Regions from separate parts of the Gasterosteus aculeatus genome. Here region 1 is linked to region 2. A link is a contact called in public Hi-C data. All regions are on one chromosome and are shown on one strand. Each heading gives the region's core, a stretch centred on a gene start, on an enhancer-like site or on the middle of the called end of the contact. The rest is flanking DNA. Distances are from core to core; before and after follow the strand shown.

Region 1 (3,016 bases), core at 195-2,694, 57 kb before region 2:
TCATTTAAATGGTTTTCCAAATACGGGCTCATGAGAGCAGGCGGGGGCTGCCATTTAGGTTTCATTTGCAAAGCATTCCCCTGATTTTTGCCCTATTCCAGACAGCCTTGTTTACTGTGCAAGTGACAATGATTTATTGGGTAATATCAGCTAAATTGGCCTTTTCTGAGAGGAGAATGCGGCAGTCAAAATGACATCATTGACATATAAACAGGCATTACTGGGGTGAGTCGACTATCTTTTTCAGCAGAGATGGAAGACGGCGAGCGGCGGTTGTGAAAGCCTTGAGTCAAATAACCTCAAATACCGGTCTAATAGATAGCATACTTCATGCTTAGAAACCTCCAGGAGATGACAGTAGGTGATTCAGCTCCTGGCTCCAGTTATCAAGCCTCACTCACCTGGTTGGGACAGAGACACTGGAGAGAGTAGTAGGAAAACTGGTCGCGGACGTTGACCAGGTTGTTGTTGGGGTTGATGTGGTCCAGGCAGTGGGACTCGGCCTTGCCAGACGTCTTGCACACATACTTGCAATTCCCAAACAAGCAGTGGAAGTGGAACTTGTTATTGTACTTGCAGTCAGTAGCCAAACAGGGATCACTGTGAGAAAAGAAAAAAGAAAATGCAGTTCATGGTCTAATAAACACACTGTACTCTAAATGCATAGGAAGAAGATGCATGTTTCTCTTACTTTTCCTGAAACTGCAGGAAACCAGGTTTGACTTGAGGCTTAGCATTCTCCAGGGAGGTGGTGGCCAGAGGAGAGTTGGCTGGCAGGTTGGGCATGGAGGCCGGCATCTGGGGGATGCTGCCGGTCAGCTGCTTCCAGGCCAGCAGTGCGGGAGGAGGAGAGCTGTAGCCACCGGAGGAGGTGAGGTGTGCCACATCCACGGAGGAGTTGTTGGCCATTGAGACGGGGGCAGCGGGCTGCAGCGAGGCTCCCTCGCCGGAGTCACCGAACTGAGGCTCCGACTTCACTTTCAAGGTAGCACGCAGGTGGAAGCTGAGAAACAAGACGGGAGCTCATTTTCATGTTGATCAGTAAAGAAAGAAAGCCCAAAATGGGGAGAGGGTTCCTAATCAGATGATGAACCAGCGGAGCACTCACTTGGCGTGCTTTATGGCTCCATCCACAGTGCTGAAGAGTGCACCACAGTCCTCTACCAGGCAGTGGAAGTGGACTTTCTGTAGGAAGTCGCACTGAGCCTCACAGAAGTCCTCTGTGTCGAACCTTAACATGGACGGATAACAAAGACTGTCATTTACTGCCTTCCCAGAAACTTGGCAAATCTATTTTCAGTACTTTTTAACATTCCATTGAGAACAAGTGAGTCGACTCGTTGCAACCTCCTCCGTGTGTTTTACCTGCGCAGGTATGTCCTCCAGATCTCAGTGGATTTCTCTGGCAGAGGCCTCTTCAGCACTCTGTTCAGATAGTGCGCCGCCTCCGAGGTGTTGCCTTCCTGGCCGGACTCCAGCTCCGTCTTCAGGTTCATGGCGCTGAACAGGGCAGGGTTCACCTGTGACATCTACAAAACACATAGCACATAAACAACCCGCTGCTCGGTTCGCCGAACATACGGAAGCTGGGCCACTTGCATATGTTGGTGAGAGTGTGGGAGTTTTAACACACACACACACGCAAATGTTTTGTCGAAGCGAAAAAAAGAAAAAAAAAGCACTGCCAGATTTACAAACATGCAGGCTTTTGCTTGAGTGCAGGCCAAACGTGTGTGCCAAGCGTCTCCTGGGAGCCACCGTTAACCCTTTTATGTGCTGTGGTGGCTTGAAACCCCCCCCTCCCTCCTACCCCCCTAAAGCTGACATGACACGAGGAGCCATTGGACAACAAGCCCCTTCACTGTCTGGGCTTAATGACTGCTTTGAGGAAAGGAACTAGAAAACGCTTGTATGTGTGTGGGGAGGGGACGGGAAGGTGGGCCGGGCTGATCCTATTACATCATCAATGTGATGGAAACCACCTGGCACATTTGTATAAATAAGACAAGATGTATTATTAAGACAACTAAATAAATAGCTGAAATTTCCATTGGCTAACATTTAGACCTGTTAAAAATCAGGGCAGCGCCTTCCTGTTGTTGTTTTATTCACTTGACATTTTAATAAAAAAGTTAAGTCTATGAATGATTGTAGAGCATGGCGGGGGAAGAAAAAGCATAAAGTTCAAAACAGCTCATCAAAAAACAAACATCTCTATATATCTGGCATTGCACCCAGCTACCGCTTCATTATATTAATTTGTGAGAGGTGCGGTGAAAATTACACTGTATGAAAAATGGTTGGTAAATTTAAATGATACAAACTCATCTTATTAGCGGTGAAACATAAAATAAAAAAAAAACAACCCCCACCGTGTCCCGCTAATTTGTCTTGGGATGAAAGGTGTTTGATGGATGGATCTTACCTTATTCATAAGCGAGGATAAAAGAGATGTATTCCCTGGTACAGGGTGTCCGTTTGATTCATTACTGGAACAAGGAAAATGAACAATGTTTAGACAAGATTTGCATGAGAACAGTAAATATTACTATTTATCATGCAAAGCGTGCTTGTATAATGAAGAATAAAAATGCTGTCTTCTTGTGAAATAAGATATAGCGTGAGTTGAAGGGAATATTGAAGTTGACAGTTTATATAAACATCCTTCACACACAAAGAATTGAGAAATATGTCGAGGATTTTCTAAACGTACGCACGTGTATAAATGAGATATTTGTGATAAATAAATTGCCCTTGAGAGAGAGGAAACCTCAGTTCCTCGTTTATTTATTTTCTTAATATATTAGGTGAGTCAACGTTGTTGGTATAGCATTAACGCTTTATGCCCCAGGCGGCTGTGTACCTGTGGTCTTTCTTGCTGAGGTCTAGGCTGTGCTCCTGCGTGGACTCTTGGGTGGGCCCGGGGTTGACGTTGTCCATCGGCTCCTGCTTCACTTGAACCAGACTGAACTGGCTGGCTGAAGCCGGCAGCCCGTTCCCTAAGGATCAAGCCAGA
Region 2 (3,084 bases), core at 361-2,860:
CATTTATTCATCTGGTTTCCACGGTTACAGAGAACATTAAGGGGCTACAGTAATAAGGCTGGAGAGTCAAACAGGTAATAAAAAAATTAACGCCATTTTCCAGCAGGCGAGGACAGTGGGTGAAATGAATCAAGGGAGAGGGGAGAGAAGCAGCGGGGGGAGCAGGAGGCAGGGGGTGGGGGGGGGTGGAGATTTGGGGGGGGGGGGGGGGGGGGGGGCTCCAATATTGTCCAAACAATAAGCCTTAGCGGTTATTTTACTCTGTAGATCAGCTGGTGCTGTTATGGACATGACACTTTGGGCACAGAGCAGGAGAGATAAAGCTTTTAAAGTGGCCCTGCTCCTTTTTTTATTGTCATTTAGCGATTACGTATCAGAACAATTAAAAAGTTAGCCTGAGATATCTATTAACTTTGCTCTTTTTTATTTCTCCTGTGCTTCAGGAGGAAGAGAAATTGCACGGCAATGCAACGTGTCAATAACATGCCAGGGACGACATAACATTTCGATGCCTCGGAGAGGAATGTTTCCTAGTTCTCCCAAGTCGAATCATGTTTTCTAATATTGTCTCTCGACTAAGAAAGCAGAATGCCCAGTTCATTTCCAAATACTAATGTCACACGCAGCAATTGAGAGGGTTTCGACTTGGCCAAATATAGAAAATTCCGGCACAATAGGGGGAACAGGTGCTGAGAGTCCATCGAAAGTGACGAAGCCAAAGAGCCGGGTTGCTGCTGAATGCCAAATAAGGCAGCGCGAGACGTTGCACCAAGGCACTAAACAACCTTCTGTATTGTGTATTTTCTGACTCTGTCAACTGTCATCTCCTGCACAGTTTTTCACGGTGTTCAGACTTCATGCCAGGGCCGTTTTTCACTTCATTATCAGCCGAACAAGAGAAAACAGGCAACACATTTGATGCATTACTCATTTCTCCACTCCTTCCAAAAGTATTTCTAATAGACAACAGGGCTTTGGCACTCCTGAAATATGCAGAAACGTCTCAACCTAACCCTTAATCATTGAAATCGTCTGGTATAACCTGTATTTGGAGATTTTATGACCTTGCCAACACCTGCCCTCCACCCTGGTGGAAAACAAAACCGAATTGAATTCATTCTTTCTTCGCTGTTGTGTTACTCAAATACACGTTGTTCGAGGGGGGGGGCGGCTCCGGTGTGACTGAGTTCGGCGAGGGAAGTGCAACTGATGGCCCACGTGTCTCAGGAGAGGGAGGGAAAGAGAGACGTCAGGGCCCGGGCCTCCCGCACACAGGCGCTAAGGCTACGCTCCCAAACATCAAACACATACGTGCTCACGTGTCTCAAGGGGCGCACTCCCCCCTCCCCCCTCCCCCAAAACCAGCCCCTCACCCCCGGCTGAGGCAGGAGCCCGGTGAGACGCGAACTCTCGTCATGCACGCGGGGGTGAAATCCTAAAAAGGGGATACGGAATGGACAGCGACAAGAGGAGAAAAAGGCTAAGCTGTGGATATGGGACGGCCAACTGTTCTGCTAACAGCCTCTTAACAGGTGTGGGCTCTGGAACCATGTAATCCTATCAAGTTACCAAGTAAAAAAAAAGAAAAAAAAGAAAGGAATCCAGCAAACTGGGCTTTGCCTCTCTCTCTCTCTCTCTCTCTCTCTCTCTCTCTGTCTCCGTTGGCAGTGACAGAAGTGAACAGCTGGGCTTCAGATTCATCGTGTACGGGCAGTAATTATTGCCGGTGCTGCCTGCTACTGACCCAAGTCAATAGAATGTCACATGAAAAAACACACGGCGGAATAGGGGGGACCTGAGGCTGAGGGGGGCCGGGGTGCGTGTCTGCCTGTGTGTGTGTGTGTGTCTATGTGTGTGACACACAGGAGAAAGAGGAGGACAGTGTTTAAAAGTCACTACGTTCCTGTTTGCAGTCAATTACGGACGGGGACGGGGACGGGGACGGGGTGTTGGCTCCGTAACCCGGCAGAGCAAACATTTTCCTGCACACGGAGATGGTTGACAGAAAAAATTGCTTCTGTTTGTTTGTACAGATTTTTTCTTTTCTTCTTTCGGATCAAAATGAAAGCCACAGTCGGTACGACAAGCACCTTAATCCCGTCAAAGCAAAGCTGGTAGAGTATTGAAACTTAAGAGATGTGCTCAATGATAAAAAATGAATGAAAAAAAAAAGCAGCAGTAGAGTGAGACAACGGATTTAGCTCAACACCGTCCCGCCTTTGACCTTACATGTATGATTAACTAAACTAACCAAGGTATTGATGAATTATAAAAAAAAACAGATGTTGGACCACACAAAGTGTTTCCATCATTGTACCCAGGCTGACCCCACCTGCTGTATTTGTTCTAGAGAGATAAAAGTGTCTCTGATAAACTATCAATTTATTACCTGTGTCAATCACTGTCCTTGTCATTAAATAGTTAACCCTGCATCTGCTGCTGCTGCTTCTTCTTCCACACATTCAGCTGTGTGAAAGTATTCCATACCGACGAACCTACGCGCGTAACGGTTCACACCTTATAGACCCTCCGCCACATTTAAAAGGATTAGTCACCACATTTTGTGCTGGCTTAATCTCTCTTTCAGCTGGCCTAATAAGTGCGCTTCGATAAACTAAGCATGCAAATTCATTCATGGCCAGTGGAGACCGTGCTTTCAGACAAATGCGACAAAGTCTTCCACCCTGCTAATTACCTCTTCATTTTCCCCTTTTCCTCTCTTATACAGCATGTCAATGACTAGAGACTATTCTTCCCCCTTACTTTGCATGAAATTATAATTTCATATTTAAGATTAGGAAATCGGGACAGGGAGGGAAAAAAGGTGAAGGGAGCTTTTCTCTTGAATCTCACAAGAATACATGACATGGCATATACAGCTGTGAGATTTTAAAAAAAGGATTTATTTTTGGCTGTTAACGCTGAGAGAATTCGAAAAAAAGAAACAAAGGAAAATTCCCAGAAAATAATACATAATTAAAACTTTTTTTTTCTAATTAATGACATCATTTATAATTCATTGCCATTCTTTATAAGATAGTATAATTAAAAAGGATACCTCACCGTTCTCATTTCCCCCCCTTT

What was found. A called contact is a pair of places that touch in the nucleus more often than the background predicts.
Region 1: a Hi-C map of tail fin shows a contact between it and region 2, with 1.5 times the contacts expected there. The contact joins two enhancer-like sites. A contact is called at or near these places in 2 of 6 Hi-C or Micro-C datasets (skeletal muscle and tail fin).

Annotation. Positions count from the first base shown.
Region 1 is chr2:12,772,214-12,775,229 of fGasAcu3.hap1.1, reverse strand. It overlaps casz1 (castor zinc finger 1), which reads right to left. Exons shown (of 22, transcript XM_078083529.1): 12 at 2,864-2,999; 13 at 2,426-2,489; 14 at 1,366-1,529; 15 at 1,109-1,231; 16 at 692-1,003; 17 at 402-600. Among protein-coding and RNA genes, the nearest start is that of pex14, 63 kb to the left of the region's middle. Within about 2 kb of position 1,444, at least 3 of the 9 cell types and tissues checked have open chromatin away from gene starts, as enhancers often do.
Region 2 is chr2:12,714,842-12,717,925 of fGasAcu3.hap1.1, reverse strand. The region is part of intron 4 of casz1 (castor zinc finger 1); the gene reads right to left. Among protein-coding and RNA genes, the nearest start is that of LOC144384509, 5.3 kb to the right of the region's middle. Within about 2 kb of position 1,610, at least 4 of the 9 cell types and tissues checked have open chromatin away from gene starts, as enhancers often do.